Linked DNA regions of Rattus norvegicus: region 1 is linked to region 2. The links are chromatin contacts, called in public Hi-C maps. All regions are on one chromosome and are shown on one strand. Each heading gives the region's core, a stretch centred on a gene start, on an enhancer-like site or on the middle of the called end of the contact. The rest is flanking DNA. Distances are from core to core; before and after follow the strand shown. Region 1 has its middle 110 kb from the start of Slc38a6. Region 2 holds the start of Six4 (SIX homeobox 4).

Region 1 (6,562 bases), core at 1,750-4,249, 280 kb before region 2:
AACCTGGAACTAGGGTGTCTTTCACTGTCCCACAGGGACTGGGAGCAGAAGTCACACCAGCTGTCAGGATATCTGCTAAGTTTCGAGTATCATAGGCTGGGACAAATGAGCAATGTCAGGTCTTGGCCTAGGGATGCTGGGTTCATGAGCTTTGAATTGACCGTTGGCATAGACAGCCCCTGAAGGGTTGTAGGTAAGGCACAGGGTGGTAACGTCAAGTTTACTTCAGGGAAGGGTTGCTGAAAGGGCAGGATGGAGACTAGAGGAGAAAGAGTTCAACCCAGGAGACCAAGAAATCAAGCCAGGCACAAGAGAGGTCGGTCACCTGGAAAGAGAATGAAGATTCTGTAGACAGAAAGCAGTTGCATTCACCAGGAGTGAAACGCTGGCTGTGTGGTGGAGCTGAAGTAAAAACAGTCTTCGGGTTGCCTGGGAGTGAATGAGGAAGCCTTTCGTGTCCTGCAAAGGGCAGTTCACAGTGTTGATATACAGACCAGCCCCAGGCAGTGGCCACATGCCGTCTGCTCGGTGGAGTGTGCGGATGGACTTTGGATATGCATCGAGGGTTTTTCTCTGTGTGCACGAAGACATGCGTGGTGTGGAACACAGTAGGAGCCTGATGAAAAGGACTTCGCTCATCTGGTCATATTAGAGCCAGACCTGGAGACAATGTGTAGGGTCACCTTCTGAGAGCTCTAAAAGCTTCTCTTCTCTAAATTAATCGCAGAATCACCCCCATCCTGCTTCATGCAGCTTTCTCTGACTCAGTGTCCACGATTCTCCTCGTCTTCATTATCCAGCTCTGATTTGATGCAAATTTTGCCAGACTAGGAACTGGGTACTTGCTGTGTGCACTCCACAATCAGGGAGACTGGGTTCAGTTATGAAGGCACTGATGGCTTTTAGAAGCCATTCAGGGCTGGAGTTGGTAAGAGAAAGAGAGGAGCTACCTGGGGAGAGGTCACAAACTGTAATTCAGAGGAGCAGATGAAGCAGTGGTGTGTGTGTGTGTGTGTGTATGTGTGTATGTGTGTGTGTATGTGTGTGTGTATGTGTGTGTGTATGTGTGTGTATGTGTGTGTGTATGTGTGTGTATGTGTGTGTATGTGTGTGTATGTGTGTGTATGTATGTGTGTGTATGTGTGTGTATGTGTGTGTATGTGTGTGTATGTGTGTGTATGTGTGTGTATGTATGTGTGTATGTGTGTATGTATGTGTGTGTATGTATGTGTGTGTGTATGTGTGTGTGTATGTGTGTGTGTGTATGTGTGTGTGTGTGAAGGCATTCAGTGCCTGCATCTCCTACCTGAAGACAGAAGTGAGGCCCACACTGCTTCCCTAACCCTGATTTCTCTGTAGTTTTTCTCTGATTTCCTTTAGAAAAGTCAGTAGGTTTTCCTGTCTCCCTCCCTCTGTCTCTATCTTAATGCAATGCCTTCTCCGGGGGCGCCGCAGCCATCTGGATATCGTCCCTCTGTCTGGCCACCTCATCAACTCACCATCCCTTTTATAATCTCATCTGAAAACACAGCCTTTCTCCTTTGCTTCTTAATTCCTCCCTCCTCGCACCGCTCCTTTCTCTTTCCCTGAGACTTTATTATGACTTTACAGAACCCCGGGGGATAGATTGCCTAGGACGCATGCACTGTAAAGTAAGTGCATATGGCCCATCTCTCAGCCGTCCAGAGCTAGGCCAGCTGTGCAACCTCACAGCGCAACAGCTTCGGAATACTGCACTGGCTTAAAAGCCACCCTGTTACCCGCAAGGACCTCCATGTTGTGCAGTTAACCTTAGATGTCTGTGACTGAGACGGTAGTAGGCTCAGTGGTTAGCAAGGCCAGACCCTGACGAGGTAAGCATGAGCCCTCCTTCAGCCCAAGAGGAGATCCGATATTAACTCCACGCAATTGGGAGCTTCCTGACATTGGTGTCCCTGTGGTGTTTCATAAGCCCTGACAGCTCCTTACCATTGTTTTAGGGGAAGCCTGCACCCCATTGCCCTCTCTGGAAATGAACACCCTGTCCCTGCTTTGGGTCTTGTCCCAGGATGAAGGAGGGGGGATGAATGCACATAATCAAAAACCTCAAACATGACCTGAGAGAAAAGAGTGCTGCGCCCCTTCCAAGAACCCTTCGCAGTTCCTTTTAATTAGCTTATGTTGTGTTCCTCTCGGGTGGGAGCAGCCCAGGGTCACCTGTCAACAGCTCTATCTATAGCAGAACCCCCATTGCTCACCCTGCCATCTCTGCTTGCACAAGGCTTGCTGACCCTGAGGCTCAGCTGTGAGAATCAATCATCCCCTTCCAGAATTCATCGTTCAGCAGCTACGGGGCCTCAGCTATTTTTATCACCCCCCCCCCAAGAAGCCGGTGGCCAAGGACGTGCCGGGATACCTTTGCTAGGGGTGTCGCCCTGGAAATGAGCGGTGGGAAGTCATGGCAGATGAGCTTCTGCCTCAAAGTTAAATCCAAAGGGCCTGACCTGGAACAGGACTACATTTGATCTTCTTCCATTGTGCAGCCTGCCCCAGAGGCTTACTCAGGGGAGACAGATGTCTCACAGAGGGAATGAGGCCAAGGACAGGGTGGAAGGACTTATGGTCGGAAGGAGAAGGAAAGAGTGCGTGGCCCAGGGTAACACATAACAAGGGTGTGGGATCATACGCTCTAGATGTCTGACCTCAATGACCTGCACAGATGCAGCCAAAAAAAAAAAAAAACTTGCTTCTCTGTTCGTGACAGTTGCCAGTCATTGCCGGTGCTTCCTGTGGGCCAGGCCTAAGGCTGGAAGTAGGCCTCTAGAATCTTCCCTAGAGTTGTCTAGAGTCTAGAGGACACGGAAAAATCAGGCCGAGCATCACCAAGCCCTGGTGGTCCTAGGGCTACAGTGAATAAAGGGTTCACTGTAGGTGTGGAGCCTGCAGGGTACAAGTGTGGGGTATACTGAAGCAGTTTATATTTGCAGAGGTCCATTTGATAGCCTCAACAAGCTCTTCGGCATAACCTCTGAGGTAAGGGCATATTTTTAGTCTGTGTAAAAATAGTCTGGCTGGCTGGCTGGCTGCACATAGGTATGCTTTGCTCACCAGAGCCCAGCAGAGGGAACAATGAAGAAGGCTCAGGTGCCCTGAAGCACTTTCATCTCAGAGAAGGGGGTTTGTGGCCCCCAGAGCCTTAAGGAGGTGAAAGTTGCCTCCTGTATGTATTGTAGGTGACAGGGAAATGGGTGACCTTCAACCTCTCTAGATTCAAGGCAGAACCGAGTAACGAAATTAAGTGGGCCAGAAACCAGGGTCCTCCTGAGCTGGGGAGAAGCCAAGTTGCCTGCAGCCACTCATCTCTTGGAGAAGAGTGGGGTAGGGGAGTCTGTTGGGAGGGTGGCCCCACACAGACACCTGCAGACAGGGTTCTAGGTTTCATTCCTAAGGGCAGGAGTTCAGAAGCAGAATATATTGGTCCCTTGAACCGGTGAGCAGTGGATCTGGTGGCAGTGGCAGCAGCCCCAGGGATAAACTGAGGTGTTTATCAACTACCCTGGGGCCCTGGAGTCCAGCAAGGCCAAGAAGAGGTCCTTTGCAGGTTACCTTGCTCAAGGTTCTGTCACTCTGATCAGACACTTGGCTTCTCTGACACTGTCACATCCCTGCCACACATCTAATGATACGAGAGTGCTAACAATGTAATGTTCAATTTTAAAGGCAGGGTAACAACTATATACAGCATATGATCTAAAGGCTTTTATTATTGTAACCGTTACTACAAAGAGAGAGTCCTTGTTTAGACACATTTGTTCCTAAGCCACTTTCTTGAGGAGAAGGCTATAGGCAGGTGTGCAGAGCAAGAGAAGGGATGATTTGAGACATGGTGGAGGGTGAGGAGGAAGGAGCAGGCAGTTTGGGGCTGTGTGTCTGAGTCCTCTCCAAGCAAAAGGCTCACAGACGCTCCATGGGGCTGGTCAGCTATGGGTATAAGGAAGCTTAGTGTTCTAACCAAAGGTGTTACCACTGCTGTGAACTGAACCTCCACTGTGTGCCTGCCTATGGTGTTCTATAAAGCCTGCCAAGTCAATAGCCATTTTACCCAGTGGAGATCCAGAGAGAGACCTGTGAGACAGTAAAGTGTGGGCCACCTAACCAAGTTAGTATGGATACTGATGCTTGAGGGCTGGAGTTGATAAAGTGTTTTGCCACGTGTATTAGTCAGGGTTCTGGAGAGCGATGGAACTTATAGAATGAATCTACAGAGGGGGGGGGGGAAGGGCTTTGTTAGAATGGCTTACAGTGTGGTCCAGCTAGCCCAACAATGGCTGTCTACCAATGCGAGGTCCAACAATCCTGTAGCTGTTTAGACCGTGAGTCTGGACGTCTCAGCCAGTTGTCCGTGTATGCCGGAATAGCAAAGTAGGCTCTAATGCGGTGAAGGAGCGGACTCTCTAGCGAGAAAGCAGGCAAAGGGAGACGCTTCCTTTCTGCATGTCCTTCATTTACAGTGCAAGCAGAAGGTGTGGCCACAAGATACGGTGGGTTTTCCCACCTCAGAAGATCCAGCTTACAGGTGTATCTCCTGACCTCAAAAGATATGAATTGAAAGTGGGTCTTCCCACTTGAAATGATTTAATTAAGAGAAAGAAGTCCCTCGCAGGTGACCTAGGCGCTTGGGTTTTAGTTAATTCCAGATGTAGTCAAATTGGCAACCAAGAATAGCCATTATCAGATAAATCTCTGTATTGTCTACAGAGAGAGTTCAAGGAAAGTCAGGGCTACACATAGGAAGCCTGCCTTGAAAAACAAAATTAATTAATTAATGAAAGCAATAATAGCCACCATACCATGTAAGCACAAGGACCTGAGTTTGAGTCCTGAATCGCCATGAAAAATTATGCACAAGAACATGGCCGCTCTGACTCTTACATGCATGCACACACGCACACATTCACACATGTGTGCATACACACACAGAGAGACACACACATGACCATATGCACTTGTGCGCGCGCGCGCGCACACACACACACACACACACACACACACACACACGACCATGGGCACTCATGTGCACACACACAGGCAGGAAGCATAAAATAAGTGCTTGGAAGACAGGATTCATCTCAGAGAACCCAAGCTTCTCCGGAGTGTGTAGAGAAATTGGGGAGGGGGCTCTGAACTTCCCTGGAAGCACTAAATAGCAATGAGCCTCTTCAAGAGAAGCAGAAGCTGGGAAGTCCTCTCTGAGCCCTGACAGTTTAAGTGTTTGGGCGTCCATGATGTTACACACGGGGTGAATTTCAGAGTTATACCCAGGTAGTGAAATGTAGGAGGATAACTATTCTCCTTTTTATGTACTTTGAAAATTTCTGGGTCAGTGAAATGGCTCAGGTGGTAAAGGCATTTGCCACTGTCCTGGTTAGGGTCACTACTGCTGTGATAAAACAGCAGGATCAAAAGCAAGTTGAGGAGGAAAGGGTTTTTTTTGGCTTACGCTTCCACATCATTGTTAATCGCTGAAGGAAATCATGGCAGGCACTCAGTGTAGAACCTGAAGGCAGGAGCTGATGCAGAGGCCATGGAGAGGTGACGCTTACTGGCTTGTCCACGTGGCTCACTCAGTCTGCTTTCTTATAGAACCCAGGACCACCACAGTGGGCTGAGCCCTCCCACAACAACAACTAAGAAAACATTCAACAGCCTTGCCCACAGCCCAGTCTTACGGAAGTATTTTCACAACTGAGGCTCCCACCTCTCTGATGACTCTAGCTTCTGTCAAAATGACATGAAACCAGCCAAGACACTAAAACAGTCACTAAACCCGACAACCTGAGTTCAATCCCTGGAAGCTACATGGTGAAAGGAAAGAACTGACTTCTACAAATGGGCACCTGACTTGTATGTATGTGCCTTGACATGTGCATGCACACAGACAGACAGACAGACAGACAGACAGACAGACAGACAGACAGAGACACACACACACACACACACACACACACACACACACACACACACACACAAAGAAATATCTGCGTACTGGATAGATGTCCCACTCACTGAGATGCTGCTCTTACAGACCAGGGCTCCATTCCCAGCATCCACGTCTCATAGCTACCTGTACCTCAGCCTCAAGGAATTCAACGCTGTCTTCTGACCTCCACAAGCATCACGCATATACATGGTGCACATACATAAATTTAGGCAAAAATCAGGGCTGGAGAAATTGCTCAGTGGTTATGACTGCTCTTCCAGAGATCCTGAGTTCAAATCCCAGCAACCACATGGTGGCTCACAACCATCTGTAATGAGATCTGATGCCCTCTTCTGGTGTGTCTGAGGACAGCTACAGTGTACTTATATATAATAAATGAATAAATCTTTTTAAAAATGTAGGCAAAAATCATTTTTAATATACACAAAATAAAATAAATACAAAAGTTTTTTTTTAATCCTATTTTAAAAGAAGAAATTTCCAGCTCTTGACTAGAGATATGAATCGGACGGTAGAGTGCCATGCACAAGTCCTGGGCTTGAGTGTCCTGCTCCGAATGAACTAGGCATGATGGATGGTGAT
Region 2 (6,545 bases), core at 3,220-5,719:
TTGGAGGGGAGCAACATTATGGACCATCTGGTTCCAGGTCCAGACACATAGCCAATTGACCATGGACTGAGCCCTCTATAACTGAGAGCCAAAAAATAAATAAATAAACAAATGAACAAATAAATAAAAGCTAACAACAAAACCTTCCTCTCCTTATTTGTGCCTGATGTCTTGTCAGTGTAGCGAGAAAAGTAACAACCATAATTCAGTAAGTAATTCAGCAGGTAATCCTTTTTGCTTTAGCTAATTCAATACGTTTAGGACTTTTAGGGAAATCTATACCATCATGAAAAGATAGAGCACTAAAACCTTACAATCAGTCATTTTTCTGTCTGTATTTCTTTTCTATACTGTTACCTATGTGACTCAAGGGTTACCATCTACCTCCTTCCTGTTGACCACTATACTACAGGCAGATAATTTGGTCACCAACATCTTATGAGCACACATATATGTCTTGATTTTTCTAGCATAAATAGAAAACCTTTTTAAAAAATGTTCTGATTGTTTTGCTTAGGGTAAGTACTTATTCTAGACCAATTGACATTGGCCGTGATGATCTACTACTACACATGACAACAAAGTAAATATTTAAAAGTTTATTTTTAAGCCAGATCTTGCTAAGTGACCTGAACTGGCCTATGATTTTGAATCAGTCCTCCTACATCAATGAGAGTGGTCTTTTAACCACTCTCCAACTACCCACTTATATAAAAACCTCTGTTCCATATTGAATTGCTTGTTTACTTTCAGAAAAACATCAAATAATCATGGCTCCATGTACTTCCCGTTCTGTTCCCTTTGCCTCTGATGAGCCACTGTCCTCTCAAATTTCTCAACCTTCAAAGACTCAACTCAAAATCCACATCCTACTCCCCACCACATTAGAATGAGTCCTTACCATGCTCTTCCCTTAGACTGTGTTCCTTTATAGATATGTCTTCTCTCTCCCACAAGAATTCAACCTCCTAGAAAGACCGAGACCCCATAGATTCATGCCTCTATCCTTTTGTTCCTAATGTTCTATTCTTTATGCTTAGGCAGGACTCAGAAAGTGATGAAGAAGTGAGTGACCCTTTGTAAATGCTCACTACTTACCAACCACCTTCATTAAGTAGCAGTGGAGAGGGGTGACGTTAGGACCAGCCTACAGTAACTCTCTGAGAAAGAAAGAGCCTACCAAGAAGCCAGTTATCTTCAGACAGCCAAAGTGTCAACTTGGAAATGGAAATGTCCATTCAGGGGCTGGAGAAATAGCCCTGCAGTAAAGTCCAATCATGGAACCCATGTATAAGTAGAAAGAGAGAGCTGCTAGCCAATTCCACAGAAATGTCCTTTGACTCCCCTTCCATGATCTGTATGTAGTACATATATACATGGACACACAATAATAGTAGTTGACAGCAACAACAACATATTTTTAAGTTTAAAGAATTCTGAAGTCAGGCAGTGGTGGCATACCTTTAATCCCACACTTGGGAGGCAGAGAAAGGCAGATTTGTATGATGACCTCAAGGACAACCTGGTCTACAGAGTTTGTTCCAGAACATGGATAAACACTGTCTCAAAAGAGAAATAAGGAAAGGGGAAAGGAAAAGGAAGTGAAAGGAAGGAAGGAAGGAAGGAAGGAAGGAAGGAAGGAAGGAAGGAAAAGAAATTTGCCTTCTTGGTTAATAAGCAGAAAAAAAATCACATGAACTTCAACATAACATGCTGTACTGAACCAGATTTTCTTCAAGACACTAAAATGGCAAAATCATCTGCTTGCTTTTAGAAGCGAGGATCTGATTTTCCTTCCACTCTTCCCATCCCACCATCTCAGCCGCCACTCCTCAAGATCACAACCCAGCATGACACTGCCTGCCAGCGCAACAGACTCCATTAGTCCCGACCTAGCAGAGGAGTGAAACAGAAGCAACTCAAACACCATTGGGTGTAACCTGTGCTCCAAGATAAACTCCACACAAAACACAGTTCCCCTCCAGTGCTGCTGACCGTGTTTGAGTCTACTAGGAATTCTGGCAGGACATGCTCTGAATCTCACCCTGCCCAAGCGCCACAAGACTAAGATATCTGGTCCTAGAAATACCTGCAACTGGTGTATAAATTCACAAAATTCGAATCTGTAGAAGGACTCCATCAATTTCCTCTCAATTGGATCCTCCAGCCCCATGGTCCATTGTTTCCACAGACACACTATTGCAGACCTGACAGAGCCACTGACGTTTACATAGACCCTGATAGACTTAGTACCCTAGAGACAATATACAGAGCCAATGATCAAAAGCCAGTTATGTTCTTTTCTAAGTCATGCAATGTACTTGATTGATAATAATTTTAAAGTTAACTCCTATGACCCCATAACCTGGCCAAAGGAATTTTAAAGTAGGTATATAGAACTGAAAGGTCTCCTTCTTTGCATTGTCAATAGGAAGATAACAATTTTTTTTGCAGAAGATTAATTATGTATCAAGTTCTTTTTGTTCTATTTAGTCTGTACAGTGGTCTTTTCTACTTTTTTATACTCAAGTAAATGGCAGAACTGGGACTGAACCCAAGCCTAGATAGCTGAACCTTAAATATGTATCTTTTCCATGAAACCACACTACTTCTTGTCTACTTTGCTCTGATAAATAAAATTCAGAGAACCAAATGCAGAATGGCCACACAGATTGGAGTGAAAAACAGAAAGTCGTAGAAAAATGAATGAACTCCTAATAATAGAGTCTATAATGAATTAATTATGGTGCATAATATGCCAATGTTATCAGCTCATACAAATGTACTGCTTGCTATAAGGTGTCAGGATTAGGGACAAATATGTGAAGGGTAAGTAGGAGCTCTCTTTACTATTTTTATGATTTATCAGCAAATCAAAATTATCCTAAAATAAAAGTATATGGTTAAGTGCAAGAAAAAATTTTTTTAAAGCAAGGAAGTTTTAAACTCAAATATTATCCTGATTGATAGCTATCTGCATGTTTTCAAGGAGGAGGAAGAAAAGGTATTGCCTATGATTATCGATTTTAAATCTGCCAAAGATGCCACTTACAATCAATCCTCAGCACCAATACCGTGGAAGAAGAAAATCAAAATCAGAGAGCCGACTCTCAAGAGTTGTCCTCTGACCTCCACACACGGGTCATGGCTGGCATGTGTGGTCTTGCATGTATGTGCACACACACAAAATAAATATTTTAATGGAGAACAGTTAGGTTCTGTATCAAATATCTCAGCTAACCAACAATAAAGTGGTAGCAAAAAGAGAGAAAGAAAGAAAGAAAAAAGAAAGAAAGAAAGGAAGAAGCAAACATCACCAGATTGAAGTGACAGCAGGTGACCCGAACCAACATGCTGGGATAGGCGGTTATAACTGACTGGGAAGCAGAGACGATACAAGGACACCCTGAAGTAAAGGTTGGTGGGGAGTGGGGGGGCATTTAGCTGTTAGATTTTGAGGAGCACCCACAGACAAACCCAACTGACCTACGGTAACCACAGAGACAGGCTCATCAATACCTTCTGAGCTCTAAGACCCCATGCACACCATGAAGGAAAGAAGCCCACTGAAGACAGCCACATTGCACCTCCACACTTTAGCCTCAAACCTGGAGACCAATCTTCCATTTGTCTCTGGACGGCAAAGGCTGCTGATCCAGTCAGCATACCTATTTATCACCTTCAAAGAGAAACTATTTATCCATCCTAGCACCGCACTGCGTGTGTAGGGGGTAGTGCTATTGGTGTCCAGATTTTGAGTGTTTCTACTATGGTAAGTAGACTTGAGTTCCTAGACCATTATAATTTAACTCTCTTCTATACTACTTATCCCTTAGAAATATCCAGTTTTATTTTCTATATGTTTGTTTGAATTAAATTCATCTCAGGGTTTCTGTTGACTTTTTTTTTTTTAATGCTTCTTGCTTTTGTCATTTCAAGGTTTTCCGAGCAGTTCTTCTCCTCTGGTATTTTCACTACTATCATTTCTTAGTGTTGTTCATGACCCTTTTGAATACACATCCTTAATAAAGACATCCCTTAGTGGGGGAGGAGAGGAGGGAGGTGCTGGGAAGCTTCGGAATTAGTCTCTGAAGTTCTGTCATCTACCTACTGAGGGTGGTCTCTTTGTTAAAAATTTAGCTGTCCAGACCTTAAGGTCACGCGATTAGTATTCCCTTGGGAATCACTGGGCCTTTCTTTGAAAGAGCTGTCCAGTTTTCAGGCCACACTAGATAACTGCCCATTCAGGAGCTTGGCCAGAAAAGAATGTCGGTGTTTTCCGGCAGGTAAAGGTGCCTGGGGGTCAGGGAGAGAGGGAAAGGCAAGGGGTGGAGTGGAAGGCGGGTGATCGACAGGGATAGAAACGGTGTCTCCTCCTCCCACTGAATGCGAAATAGCCAATGGGGTGGCGCGACCGGGCCGGCCGGGCGGCCAGTGCCATATAGTATGCAGCAACCGGAGGAGTCACGTTGGGGGAACGGCAGAAAGCAGCTATCCGTTTACACTACTTTGCTCTAGCAGCTATCTTAATGGTGACTGCGTGGCCTGGGGGAAACCTGATCGGCCAGATCCAGCCGAAACCGGGAGGGAGGGAGTGGGCTTTCCGGAGGGGGGAGGGGGAGGGAGACGAAGAAGGAGGAGTAAGAGAGGGGGAAAGAAAGAGGAAAAGAGTGCGAGGGAGTGAGGGAGGGAGGAAAATAAACAACAAAAAATGTCCTCTTCCTCCCCCACCGGGCAGATTGCAAGTGCGGCGGACATCAAGCAGGAGAATGGGATGGAAAGCGCCTCGGAAGGACAGGAGGCGCACCGAGAAGTGGCGGGGGGCGCGGCGGCTGGGCTGAGCCCCCCGGCTCCAGCTCCTTTCCCCCTGGAGCCGGGGGACGCCGCGGCTGCCTCCAGGGTAAGCCGGGAGGAAGGGGCAGCGGCGGCCGGAGCGGCAGATCAGGTACAACTCCACTCGGAACTTCTGGGCAGGCACCAGCACGCAGCCACCGCGCAGCCCCCGCTGGCCTTCTCGCCGGACCATGTCGCCTGCGTGTGCGAGGCGTTGCAGCAGGGGGGCAACCTGGACCGCCTGGCCCGGTTCCTTTGGTCCCTGCCCCAGAGCGACCTGCTACGTGGCAACGAGAGCCTGCTGAAGGCGCGAGCGCTCGTGGCCTTCCACCAGGGCATCTACCCTGAGTTGTACAGCATCCTCGAGAGCCACAGCTTCGAGTCGGCCAACCATCCGCTGCTGCAGCAGCTCTGGTACAAGGCGCGCTACACCGAGGCCGAGCGAGCGCGCGGCCGGCCGCTGGGCGCCGTGGACAAGTACCGGCTGCGCAGGAAATTCCCCTTGCCCCGCACCATCTGGGACGGCGAGGAGACGGTGTATTGTTTCAAGGAGAAGTCGCGCAACGCGCTTAAGGAGCTCTACAAGCAGAATCGCTACCCCTCGCCCGCCGAGAAGCGGCACCTGGCCAAGATCACTGGCCTCTCCCTCACCCAGGTCAGCAACTGGTTCAAGAACCGGCGGCAGCGCGACCGAAACCCCTCCGAGACCCAGTCCAAAAGGTGAGCGCCAACTTTCCTTCCTCCTCCCCCTTCCTCCCCCCCACCCCTTCCCAGCTTTCTTTTCCTCCAAGCGCTCGAAAACATGGCGCTTACCTTCCCCACCAGCCTGGTCCGGCTGCCCACCTCTCCCCGCCCCCCACCTCGCTTCCCTACGGGGAGGGGGGAAGACGCCGGTGGCAACGGGCGGGCGGGGGATCCTCCCTCCAAACCCTCCCCCTCCTGCCCCCAGAAGTTTCTGGTCGCCCTCCTAGGGCCAGTCCCCGCCCCCACCTCGGCTGGTCACTGCTGCCCGGCTTCCCACCCCCATCCTGCTGCCTTTGAAGTTGCCACTCTCGCCTTGGTTCTTTTAGGGAGTGTGTGTGCACGCCGACAAGGCTGCTCTCACCGCGGCTCGGGGCCCGCAGGGGCTGCCGGCGCGAGCCAGGGTCTCTTCCTCCACCCGGTCACCCAGAGCCTAGAGTGCGCACACGCTCCAGGGTACTCAGGGGTCGACTGAGCCCCAGGCTTGCCCTGGAGGTCACCGGGGGCGCTCTGGAAGGAAAAAGGGAGCGTTAATGAAGAGTAGTGACTCAGATGGGGTCTGGGGACGTCGAGGCTTTAATATGACAGAGCTAATCATTCACTCTGCCCGCCGCGGTTCCCATCGCTGCTTGGGCAGCGTGGGGTGTGGGTGCTGCTCATCTCTGCGGTGTTTTGAAACCTGATTCTGAACAACTTCGGATCGGGTTACAGTGCCTCAGAGGTGGCAAGACTGAAGGACAGTTTCTTGGACCCCCTAACACATCCTGAACCCCTACTGACCGGACAATTGGGACTAGGGGACACGCTGGCATAAGGTGGGCAGCAGGAAAGAAGTAGAGGAGCTATCCACTCAGTCCTCTTTCACACACACACACACACACACACACACACACACACACTTTCTGGTTTGAACTTTATTGTGTTTTCCTTTTCTTTCGTATAAAATGCAGATTTTTTTTCCCCTTCATCTC

Evidence for each region. A called contact is a pair of places that touch in the nucleus more often than the background predicts.
Region 1: a contact with region 2 is called in a Hi-C map of psoas muscle, with 2.0 times the contacts expected there. The contact joins the enhancer-like site here to the promoter of Six4 in region 2.

The regions. Positions count from the first base shown.
Region 1 is chr6:97,830,733-97,837,294 of GRCr8, reverse strand. No RefSeq gene overlaps it. Among named protein-coding and RNA genes, the nearest start is that of Slc38a6, 110 kb to the right of the region's middle. Within about 2 kb of position 2,999, at least 11 of the 93 cell types and tissues checked have an H3K27ac peak or open chromatin away from gene starts, as enhancers often do.
Region 2 is chr6:97,549,796-97,556,340 of GRCr8, reverse strand. Six4 (SIX homeobox 4) reads left to right here and starts at 4,469. Exons shown (of 3, transcript NM_001414919.1): 1 at 4,469-5,553. The coding sequence starts at 4,712. It also overlaps a transcript of Mnat1 not described here.